Regions from separate parts of the Mus musculus genome. Here all the other regions are linked to region 2. Evidence: chromatin contacts called from public HiChIP or PLAC-seq data. All regions are on one chromosome and are shown on one strand. The core of a region is the stretch at or near the end of the contact, and the rest is flanking DNA. Distances in the headings are between cores, read along the strand shown.

Evidence for each region. HiChIP or PLAC-seq counts read pairs in DNA pulled down with a chosen protein or histone mark.
Region 1: an H3K27ac HiChIP or PLAC-seq map of microglia shows a contact between it and region 2, with 3 times the contacts expected there. The contact joins two enhancer-like sites. A contact is called at or near these places in 12 of 484 Hi-C or Micro-C datasets (bone marrow-derived macrophages, cerebellar granule neurons, embryonic stem cells and 6 more), 18 of 115 datasets of contacts at active chromatin or transcription factors (the HPC-7 cell line, astrocytes, a beta-TC-6 cell line and 10 more) and 3 of 9 other capture datasets (adipose tissue, liver and pancreatic islet).
Region 3: a contact with region 2 is called in an H3K27ac HiChIP or PLAC-seq map of microglia, with 2.7 times the contacts expected there. The contact joins the promoter of Jmjd1c here to the enhancer-like site in region 2. A contact is called at or near these places in 6 of 484 Hi-C or Micro-C datasets (brown adipocytes, cerebral cortex, granulosa cells and 3 more), 3 of 115 datasets of contacts at active chromatin or transcription factors (bone marrow-derived macrophages, embryonic stem cells and microglia) and 5 of 9 other capture datasets (adipose tissue, bone marrow-derived macrophages, embryonic stem cells and 2 more).

The regions. Positions count from the first base shown.
Region 1 is chr10:66,928,427-66,932,381 of GRCm38.p6, forward strand. No RefSeq gene overlaps it. Among named protein-coding and RNA genes, the nearest start is that of 1110002J07Rik, 10 kb to the left of the region's middle. Within about 2 kb of position 2,320, at least 83 of the 459 cell types and tissues checked have an H3K27ac peak or open chromatin away from gene starts, as enhancers often do. A contact at or near this core is called in the HPC-7 cell line, bone marrow-derived macrophages, granulocyte-monocyte progenitors and 1 more, where this site is marked.
Region 2 is chr10:67,034,209-67,038,073 of GRCm38.p6, forward strand. It overlaps Reep3 (receptor accessory protein 3), which reads right to left. Exons shown (of 8, transcript NM_178606.5): 4 at 1,677-1,797; 5 at 391-504. Gm31763 (predicted gene, 31763) reads left to right here. Exons shown (of 7, transcript NR_110511.1): 4 at 2,256-2,435. Among named protein-coding and RNA genes, the nearest start is that of Gm31763, 31 kb to the left of the region's middle. Within about 2 kb of position 2,138, at least 19 of the 459 cell types and tissues checked have an H3K27ac peak or open chromatin away from gene starts, as enhancers often do. A contact at or near this core is called in the HPC-7 cell line, bone marrow-derived macrophages, granulocyte-monocyte progenitors and 1 more, where this site is marked.
Region 3 is chr10:67,125,482-67,129,138 of GRCm38.p6, forward strand. It overlaps Jmjd1c (jumonji domain containing 1C), which reads left to right and starts at 1,607. Exons shown (of 26, transcript NM_207221.3): 1 at 1,607-1,941. The coding sequence starts at 1,777.

The DNA.
Region 1 (3,955 bases), core at 1,070-3,569, 110 kb before region 2:
TTGAAGTAGGTCTCCTAAAACTCAAGTGGCTGCACTGGAGCTATTACACCCTGCCAAGCACACAAGGGTTTCGATGTCTGGAACTGACTGGTTCTTTTGCCTGCAGAATGTAGGCTCAGCCTTGATACCAGTGTGGTACGCTTTCTAGGCACATCGTGTCTAAACACTCAAGTGGCTATTATCTTTGAGGCCTCTGTGCTCTATAGGGATGGGGGGATACTTGGTTGATTATCTATCTATCTATCATCAGTCATGTTATACTGGACACTGTTGACACAAATCTGAAAGGCCATAAGGACTTTGGTCAACAAAAAGTCAAAGTGCAGGGCCTGATAGCAGCTCTCCTGTTTGCCCTGTGGTTACCTCTCTGAGTAAACAGTACAGCAGAGAAGCTGCCTGGTAAAAGGCAAATTGGAAGGAAGTCAGACTAAGTCAGAGACCCCAAGCTGTGAAAGAGCTTTGAACAGAGCTGGTAAGAGTCCTCAGTGCCTAGACTGAAGTCTGAAGTGGATTCTTTTAATGTGTTGACAGTTGGCCAGAGTCTCTCATCTGGCAACCCAAGTTACAAATATGGAAGACAGGCACACAAACACCCATAGCGTCTGACATGACTGGGCCACCCTCTCATGTAATAAAAATCAGTTAAGACACAACTTCAGAACATCAGCTGTCCCTTTTGGAGAGAACACTGAAATTTCTCTCCAGTATTTTTTTTCAGGTCTCCACTGTCTATCACCGTTTGACTTAGGTTAATTTCATCTTACTTACTTGATCCTGATAAGCACCTGGATTCGCAATCTCTGAGAGCTAGATTCCTAGAGGGTTTTTAGTTTTTTAGTTAGGGTTAGGGTTTTTTTAATTGGGGGGGGGTGTTGTTTGTTTGTTTGTTTGTTTTGTGCTATCTAAACACAGCACTTAGAAGCAGAAATGCTTTTTCTGTAAATACAGACAAAAGCCTGCAGGTATGGTGGTGCACAGCTGTGGTCTCAGCATCTGGGAGCATAGAAATTGGGACATCAGGAGTTCAGTGTCAGCTGTTTACACATAAGGAGTCCAACTTGAGCTACACAAGACTTCAGAAAAAGAAAGAGAGAAAAGAAGAAGGAAAGAAAGAAAGAGAGAGAGAGAGAGAAAGAAAGAAAGAAAGAAAGAAAGAAAGAAAGAAAGAAAGAAAGAAAGAAAGAAAGAAAAGAAGAAAGAGAGAAAGAAAGAAAGCAAAGCAAAATATCAAAACCAATTTAATTTTTTTAAACCAATTTAATTTAAAAAAAAACAACTTTTTATTTAAGTATGTCTGTATATGCCGTGTGTGCAGATCCCCTCAAAGGTGAGAAGAGGGTATCAGATCCTATGGAGCTGGAGACACAGGCAGTTGTAAACCCTCTGATAGGGAGGCTGGGAACCCGACTTGGGTTCAAGCACTCTTAACCACTGAGCCATCCTTCTCTGTAGGCCACCCAAACTAGTTTTTAAAGCTTAGTAACATTGTTTTTTGGTTTTTTGCTTTGTTTTTTGAGACAGGGTTTGTCTGTATAGCCCTGGCTGTCTTGGAACTCACTTTGTAGACCAGGCTGGCCTCAAACTCAGAAATCTGCCTGCCTCTGCCTCCCAAGTGCTGGGATTAAAGGCGTGAGCCACCCCGGCGCTTAGTAACATTGTATATAGCTCGTTCCCAGTGTCTCCATGAGAGTTCTGGCCACCAAACATGTGCTGATCATTGGATGTATGCCAGATGACATGCTGGATGCTTACGTCAAAATGGGAAATGTTGTTTCTGTCCTCACAGAGTCTATGATGCAAATGAACAAGCCACCAAAATTCCTTTTAAAAAAACATAAAAATAAGGAGTGATTGTGAACATCTGTAATCCCAGCACTTGCGGGGCAGAGGCAGGAGGATCTCTGAGTTCAAGACCAGCCTGGTCTAAAGAGCAAGTTCCAGGCCAGCCAGGGTTACACAGAAACCCTGTGTCGGAAAAACAAAAACGAAAACACGAAAACAAAACAAATCACGATGAAACTTCACAAAAATGAAGCCGAGGGACTTTATATTAACTTATCCCCAGCCAAGAGGAAGTAGAACTTTATCTTTATCAATTCATAGACAATCTCAGTCCTAACCCACAATACCTAATACACAGGAACACTGTGTTCTCAGTACCGCAGGGCACAGTCATTAACCTCAAGAAATCTTTAACTGCAAAGTCACTAAGCCAATAATTCAAACCCTTGATCACACGTGACGAAGCTTAACAGCGGCTCTGAGTTCTCAGCATTGCGCTCAGGCAGGGATCGCTTCCTCTGTGGACCTTGGAGGCTTGAAAGAAAGACTCTTGTGCTGAACTAATCCTTGCCTTGAGGAGTTTAAGCCACCACCGAGGCTGGGAGCCAGCTGAAGAAGAGTTGAGGCTTTCCCCAGTAAAGCCACAGCGTTCTGACTAATGACAGCAGGGAAAGTTGAAGCAGGGGAGTAAGCGGAAGTGGGGAGGAAGGAAGGGGAAGGAAACTAGAACGTTCCAAAGGGAGGCAAGCTTAAGTAGGTGCCGAGCCACAGTGATATATCTCAAATGAGCCTACCCCAGTGATCCCTGCCTTTGCTCTCTGCCAACCTGCCCTCGGATTTTGTCAGGTTTTGCCACTAACGGGGTCAAGAGGGCTCGTTGTACAAGATGATGTAGTATCCTGAGCCTTGTGGCTGCATAATCCGTCCCTCTCCACATTCTTTATGATGTATCCGCTCACTACGTACTCTCCATCTCTCGTCAACCTTCATCTCTCTCTCTAGGGGTCACTGGTCTCGAAAGTTTGCCCTATCTTCACTTCCGTTATCCATAGCCACCCTCTGTGATTAGCCAGTGCGCTTGAGAATATAGAGGAGATGGAGCCAGAGGAAAAGCAAGGCATCTTGGATTCACGGGCCTTACTCCCTCCCAGCTCTCTTTGTTGAGAAGCCTTTGTCTCCCAACATCTCCATCAAGATGTACATAATCCCTGTATTAAATTTCTCCTCTGGCAGGCACTTCAGTGGTTTCTGATTTTCTTACTTGCTCCTGACTGATGTATATATACATAGAGAACTGACACGTTAAAATTGTGACTTGCCAAGTGGTAGTTGTGATATTCAAGAGTGTAACACGAGCGCTAAATCCTGTCTCATCCCCACCCAACACACAGGGATTGCATACCGGATGATTGAAATAGATTTCTCTCAGTGAGATTTAGGAAAAGCCGGGTCACCAGCTAAATACAAGCTGCTGTCATTGCAAGCCACTGTTCTTGACGGATGTCATGAGGAACCAAGTGTCCTGCCCTGACCTTAGCAGCTGGCTCATCTGGGAGAAGCTGTGGGAAAGTGATGGGCGTTTGGCTCAGCCAATAGGCTTGGGCATGCTGAGAAACTGAAAACTTCCTTAGTTTATTTCAATTTACAGAACTGTTTCAAGGAGGTAGTTTCAAGATGAAAGAAAGAAATGTTTTTATTAAAGAAGGAAGGAAGGGAGGAAGGAAGGAAGGAAGAAAGGAAGGAAGGAAGGAAGGAAGGAAGGAAGGAGGGAGGGAGGGAGGGAGGGAGAGAGGAAGGAGGGAGGAAGAAAGGAGGGAAGGAAGAAGGAAGGCAAGAGGGAGGAAGGAGGGAGGAAGGAAGAGAGGGAAGGAAGGAATAGAGTCTCAAAAAACCAAAAAAAGAAAAAAGAAAAAAGAAAAGGAAAGGAATCGAGATGTTTCAATGATTAGAAGAAGCACTGACTGCCCTTGCAAAGTACCCAAGTTCGGTTCCTAGCTTTCACACTGGGTAGCTCAAAGCCACCTGAGATTCCAGCTCCAGGGGATCTAATGCCCTATTTTGGCTTCCATAGGCACCTGTACTTTTTATTTTATTTTTTTATTTTTTGGTTTTCGAGACAGGGTTTCTCTGTATAGTCTTGGAACTTACTCTGTAAACCAGGCTGGCCTCGAAC
Region 2 (3,865 bases), core at 888-3,387:
GGTGACTCATCAAAACTATGCAAGGTTAAAAGTATAGCTCTGGCTGTCCTGGAACTCACTTTGTAGACCAGGCTGGCCTCGAACTCAGAAATCCGCCTGCCTCTGCCTCCCAAGTGCTGGGATTAAAGGCATGCGCCAACACACCCAGCCTGCAGGTATGTTTTATTAGCTACTTCTAATGTCATAATCACTAAGAGGTTTGGATTCCCAAGTAGGACAGAAAATGAAGTGTTAAAATATCATTAAAATCACCTACTTGTTTATTTCATTGTTAGAATAAATATGAAACGAAATTCTGTCATAGCTTTATAATGATCTAAAATAAAACTAGCTGCCTCTCTGCATCTGCTGACAAGGAGACCCTGGCTAAACAGACAAAGGCAAACTTACCTTCACTGCTGCAGTGACGGCGGCTGCAGCTGCTAAATTCAAACCTTGCCGTCCAAAATTCACCATTGTCTCATAGCCTCTTTCTTTGGCTTGGACAATATAATCATCAATTTCCTGGGGGCAGAAAAATTAACAGTAAAACTAGGTGTGGTAGCACACCCCTGAGATCCCTATAGGGAGGTATGGTCAGTTAGAGCAGAAGTTCAAGGTTATCTTTAGCTACTTAGTAAGTTCAAAGCCAGCTTGGGCTACAGGAGGCCCTGAGGGGGGAAAAATAAATAAATTAAGCTGGGTGTGGTAGTGCAAGCCATAAGCCCAGCACTGTGGATGGTCAGATCTTTGTGATCTTTGTGTAAATTGGAGGCCAGCCTGATCTACATAGGATGTTCTAGACTAGCCAGGACTATACAGTGAGATCTTGTCTTTTTTTTTTTTTTTTTTTTTTTTTTTTTTTTAAGACAGGGTTTCTCCGTGTAGCCCTGGGCTGTCCTGGAACTCACTCTGTAGACCAGGCTGACCTCGAACTCAGAAATCTGCCTGCCTCTGCCTCCCAAGTGTTGGGATTAAAGGCTTATGCCATCAATGCCCTGCAAGATCTTGTCTTTTTTTTTTTTTTTTAATTTTATTAGGTATTTTCCTCATTTACATTTCCAATGCTATCCCAAAAGTCCCCCATACCCTCCCTCCACTCCCCTACCCACCCACTCCCACTTTTTGGCCCTGGCATTCCCCTGTACTGGGGCATATAAAGTTTGCAAGTCCATTGGGCCTCTCTTTCCAGTGATGGCCGACTAGGCCATCTTTTGATACATATGCAGCTAGAGTCAAGAGCTCCGGGGTACTGGTTAGTTCATATTGTTGTTCCACCTATAGGGTTGCAGATCCCTTTAGCTCCTTGGGTACTTTCTCTAGCTCCTCCATTGGGGGCCCTGTGATCCATCCAATAGCTGACTGTGAGCATCCACTTCTGTGTTTGCTAGGCCCCGGCAAGATCTTGTCTTAAAAACAAAAACTGGCTAAGAATAACAACAACACACCAATAGATGTTAGTTTATTCAGGTTTTATGAGACAGGGTCTTACTATGTAGTCCTGGCTAGCTTGGTATTGGATATGTAGACCAGGCTATCCTCCAACTCAGAGATCTACCTGCCTCTGCCTCCGGAGGTGTGCACCACTTCCCCCTGTTAGTTTTATTTAGAATAACGTTAAGAAGCCTCTGGATGTTACGCATGCTGACACACACTACTTAAAGACAGTGGGGAAGTAACCCGTACATCTCACTTACCCTTTCCTTTGATGACAGCAGGGGATGAAGGAACTTTCTATAGATTAAACTCGCCCCTCTAGTGTAGGGCGACAGCAGCCAAATGACGAAGGCAATCTTCAGCTCATAGTACAGGGGAAACCTAGCAAGAAGAAACCAAACCAAGAAGCAAGGCTTGCTAAGAGACAAAATAACAAGTAACAAGGAAATGGCAAAGTGTCTGTTTCCAGTGGGACAGCACCTATACTGACTCCGGTGGCTCAGAAAGGACAAACTGCTATCTAGACACTGCAGCTCTGGACAGCCACAGAAGTACGTGACAGACCCACCGACCCCAGGGGACAACTCCATCTGTCCCTCAGCTTTCTCAGAACTCCCTGATAATTTTCTCTCCAAGTTTCAGCTGCAGAAGGACAGTGTGGGAAGTACCACTAAGGGAGACTGGCAGCCAATTAAGTGCCTTTCCTGTCTGTGTGTGGAGTTACTTCCCCAACCCTGAATCATGCAAACTGACTGGCTAACACTAGTGAATGTGGCAGAGACAACGTAAGTCTTAACTGCTCTCTGATTCTTCCGATCCCCCCAACCTCTTGCTTTAAGCTTCTACCATGGAAATCCTTTCTTCTGCCTTGGTTCTGAAGCTTAATGGAGCCGAGGCCAACACTGCTGCAATCAAATACCTGCCTTGGGGACGCTTAGGAAGACATCGGCGTCTGCTGTTCTAACCTACTGTGCTTCACAGGGCTGCCTGCTGCCACACTGAGAGCTAAGTCACACAGGGTGAGAGAACCACGGGGCACCAGGATACAAAGAGCCCCAAGTCTGAGTTCTTGTGGTAAGGCAGACGGCCAGGATCAGTGAGGAGCAATAAGCGCACAGTCAGCAAAGATTCTCTGCCTCAGTGCACCTTAATGGAGGGCATGGACTCTCACTATTGAAAAACACAGAATAAGCCCCAACCACTGCGTGTGAGCATGCAGGTGTGTACGACATATGGCAGGGTGTGAGCCCCCATGGCACATGTGCGGAGATCAGAGGACAACTTTCAGGAGTCGGCCCTCTCCATCCAGATGGAACTCTGGTTGTAAGACATGCTTGGAAGGCATCTGGCCAGAATAAACTGTCTGCCCAGACCAGCTTTTAACATCCAACACTTTCTATATTTTCCAATAATGAACATAAGCTATATTTGAAATTAGAAAAAAAAAAAAAGAAGTCTTAAAAAAAAAAAGGACTGTCTGGGCTGGGTGGGGATACAGCTCAGTTGGTAAAGGGTTTGCCTACTGACATTTGAAAATCTGATACCTAGCAATGTGCTAACAAACTAACACGCATAGTGGCACATGTCTGTAATCTTAGCACTTAGAAGGTAGGGGCAGCAAGATCAGGAGTTCAAGGTCAGACTTGGCCATATGAAATCATGTCTCAAAATAGATGAATAAATAAAGAGGGGAAGGAAGGAAGGAAGGGAGGGAGGGAGGGAGGGTGGGCTTTAATCCCTGAAATGGTTGAGAATCTTTCGTCTGTCCTTCAAAACCAAGAGAAAATCCCCCTCCATCTACTCCAAAATCAACAAAGAAAGGAATAGGGATGGAGGGAGGGAAACGTGTATGTTGTGTGTGTGTGTGCACACACGCACACATGTGACACTCGTGCCTGCCTGTAGGTCGGTCCCCTAGAATTCAAATCACAGTGAATGGAACCATTTCTTCAGCGTTAAGGAGAACATTTCAAATGAGAAAAGAAAAATGGAGGAGGGTGAAGTCTGGCTCTGAGTATATACTAAGCATGTAGGGAGTCCTGGGTGAGGAGAGAGAGGAGGAGGCAGGGAGAGGAAGAAGATAGGGTCAAGGAAGAGAGGGAGACAGACGAGGAAAGCTGGGAGGGAGGCAGGGAGAGAGAGAGAGAGGGGGAAGCGGGAGGGGGGTTACGGAAGGAGAGACGAAGAGATTGCCAAGCACTAACTCATAAATGAGGACAGGTTAAGAACGTTTAAGTCTGGCCAGGTGTGACAAGCCCTGCATTTAATCTCAGCACTCAGGAGTCAGATGCAGGCAGAGCTCTGTGATTTCGAGGCTGCCCCCAGCAATTCCAGGAGACTTTGTCTCAGGAAAAAAAAAAAAAAAAAAAAGACTATTGAAGTCTGATGGTGTATATTTTTCCTCTATGTGACAACATGATGGAATGTTCTAAGAGAATGAGACCAGAAA
Region 3 (3,657 bases), core at 357-2,856, 91 kb after region 2:
AAGCTGTTTCTCTCCAGAGTGTTGCTTTCGTTGTCTTTACATGCTTTTTAATGGACTGTTTTCCTTGTAGTAGTATGGTGTCATTGACAGTTGGGGATTAAGCAGTCTTCTTTAAAAAATAAAAGAGAAACAACAACAAAAAGACTTCACCCACACTGGGACCCCAACCCAGACCTTCCCACCAAGTAGGCAAGTGCTTTGCCACCCAGCAGCACCGTCTGTCCCCAGCCCCAATTTCCTTTAATGATTACTTTGTGCTGCAAGTTATAAAGCAGGGAGATCACTGATGGTTGGTATTTGAATATGAGACTCCGTTTAAACATCTTTATATGTGCTGCACTCTTTCAGTGGCTTGTTTTATTGGGCTTACTAACCTTAGGTGGGAATGAAGGAATCCAGAGCCGACAGCATGCAGATTTGTGCAGTTTTCCTAGCATCAGATGCCCATTATAGATGGTTGTGAGCCACCATGTGGTTGCTGGGAATTGAACTCAGGACCTCTGGGAGAGCAGTCTTAACCGCAGAGCCATCTCTTCAGCCCTGAGCTGATCTATTCAACTGACTTTGAGAGTTTCCAACTCTCCCACCGCCACTGTCTGTCTGTAGCTTTAACAGTTTAGTTTAAATGGTCTACAGATATGTCTTTTGTATTTATTGTAAGCACTCAGTGCTATTGTAAGGGTTTTCAGAAAGCATGGGGGGGAGGAAAAGATTTTTATAGGATTAGATGAATTTTTGAAGATGATAATCCCTGGAAAACGGCAGATTGAATTTTGATTCCCGTTTTCACAGATCTTTAAAATACAAGCATAGCGGTCGTCAAACTTCTCACTGCTATCTTGAAAGAGAGACTTGCCTGTGAGAACTGAGGAGCGATCAGAAGAGGAATTCCTAGCTGTCTTTGTCTGGGTTATAAAGTCCTGTTGTGATTGGACGGGAAGTAAAACCATCATTTATTTTCTTCAAGTGTGATTGGCTAAGATTCTTTTCTTTCCGTGGTCTTTTCCAGTAACTGACTCTGGAGCTTTCCGTTTTATTACCTATGTTCTAGTACGCGGAGTACTCGGGTTGGCTCTGAGACAGTTTGTGAAATTTAAGGATGTCGGTAACAGCTCGCGGTGGAGTGTCTAGCGTTCCTGTAAGAAGGCGGCACGAGGTGTAAATCTCCGAACTGCTCCAACACGGAATTAGAATTGCCGCCGGGAGGAATGCTGGTTTAGAGCCGCGGGCCGCCGAGGGGGCGCGGTGGGGTGGGCGGCGCGGCTCGCCCGGGGCCGCGCGGGGATCCGGGCTCCTTGACGACGGCGCTATGTGTTCGCACGGCCGTCGCTCCTGACATGCGGACCTCCGGGAGTTGGCTCTGCGACCGCGCGTGGGAGCCGAGCCCCGTCCCCGCACTCGCCCCTCCGAGGGGGCGCAGACGGAGCGGCAGAAGCAGCCTGGCTGCTGTCCCTCGGCGGCCACCTCTCGAGGCCGCAGCGCAGTCCGTGGGCGGCACTACTTGGCGCGCCCGCCGACGCCGACCCCCACTCCCCCGCCCGCGGAAGGACACGCGGCGCGGCCGGAGGGGCGGAGGGGTACCGGCCGCCTGAGCGGCCGCGCGCTCATTCCTGTCAGTTTGCCTGTGGGCCGCGCGTGAGGTCGTGGGCGGCGCGGCTCCGGGTCGTCGAGCGTGCAGGGGCGCTCTCGCTCGCGGGCCGCCTCGCCTGCGGTCGGCTCCTCGGCATGGGCGGCCGGTAGGAGCGGGCTGCGCTCGTCCCCGGCGCAGTGGCGGCCATGGCGGTGGAGACGCGGCCCGAGCTGGTGGGGAAGCGGTTCCTGTGCGTGGCGGCCGGCGAGGACGCGCGTCCGGAGCGCGGGCAGAGCGGCTGCGGGCGCGGCTGGCGGGCGGGGGTCATCCGAGCCGTGTCCCACCGCGACCGCGGCCACCCGGACCTGGCGGTGAGAGCTGGCGGGCAGCATGTGGCACGCCCCTCTGCGCGGGGCGGGCGGGCGGCAGGTGGGGCGGGCGGGCCCGGCAAGGGGAGCGCTGGCTGCTATGGCCCGACTCTGCCGGGCAAAACCATCCTGCGTTTGGCTTTCCAGCCGGAAACGATAGAAATGTTTTTGGTACGAGGGCTAGTCGAAATTATTTCTCCCTTTCTCCATCATTTTGTATTTTGTTTGTTAGAAACGGACAGTGCTTTAGGGAACTCCGGCTCCTGAGTCTTATATGGCTTCACGAAGGCTAGAGATAGTGTAAATTAGGGGTTTGAACGGCATTTAGTACTTCTAAGTAGCCTCCCCTACATTTATCAGTTACATAGGACACTGTCAGTGTTACCTTTCAGGAGAATAAATGTGTATTTATGATTTCGTGCCAGGATACATTCTTTTGGTCACAAGCGCATTCTCATAAGGGAATGGGATTGAGTGAGTAGACTGGAGATAGAGTTGAGTAAGTAGAGTGGGGGTAGGGAATATTAAGATATTCCCCCTTTGCATTTAGATCAAATCCACCATAAAATGCAAAAATAGTCACCATTTTGATATGGTTGTTGGAAGTTTCGAGTGTGTTCTTGCAAACCATTCCTACCTGCTATCAATTCCATAGTTCCCCACGCACTGTATTATTAGTTTAACCGTGTAAAATAGGCTTAGTTGTGAATACTTATAAGAGGAATTAAAAATAGAGACAATTGACAAAACTCCGCATGGCAGTTCTTTGTGCTAAAGGAAAAAAAGAACCCTTAAACTTTACTCATCTTAATGCTTACTTGTGATAGCTTCACAAAGCCGTTGCTTTGTGTTTGTGTAAAGATGCCGGAACTCATTTCTCTTTCCGCTTTGATATGAAAATTGAAGATTTTACGTGGAGGATGCCTGGGTAATGGCTTAGACACTAAAGCAAACACGGAACAGAATTATGTACTGTGTTCCTATATACGTGAGAATTAGGAAATTAGATTAGATAGTATTGGAGACAGTCAAGTTCTGAAACTGTTTTTGAAAGGTCTGTTGGAAAGAAAGGGATACAGAGGGAACAAACATATTCCAGTTGCCCACCTCCCTTATTTTTCCAAATAGCAAGATAATAAGGTGGTTGCTTAGAAGTAACAATTGTCAGGCAGTCACTGCTTTGAATGGGTGTAATCCAAAATCGTGGGTGTGGTGTGGGAAGATGTCAAGTTCCAGGCCTGCTGGGGTCACAATCAAGACTCTCTCTCTATATGTAGTTATGTATATGCTGTGGCTCACAGCAGTTGATTGGAAAAGAGAGAAGGGAGTTTCGGGAAGTGACAGGTTGTTTACATACATTAAACATTCCTCTTGATTATTGGTTCATATACCTTAATATATCAACATTTCATTTTATATAAGTTTTAATGGAAAAAAAAATCCATGCTGAACTTAAACAGTGTGAGTTGTTTCTTTCAACAATTTGGCAAGTGATTTGTTACTGTATTTCAGTTTTTATACTTTTTCCAAGGGTTCCTTACATATTATTTGAACCTATGAAATGTAGAACGCTTTAGCACCGGTATTAGTGTAATTTTACGTTCAGCTACAAAATGCTCAGTTGGCTTTCCTTATGGTGTGCCTATTGTATTGCTATGGGAGGGGAATTGTCTTCTATAAACACTGTGACTTCTGTATAGTATTTCTTGGGGATGACAG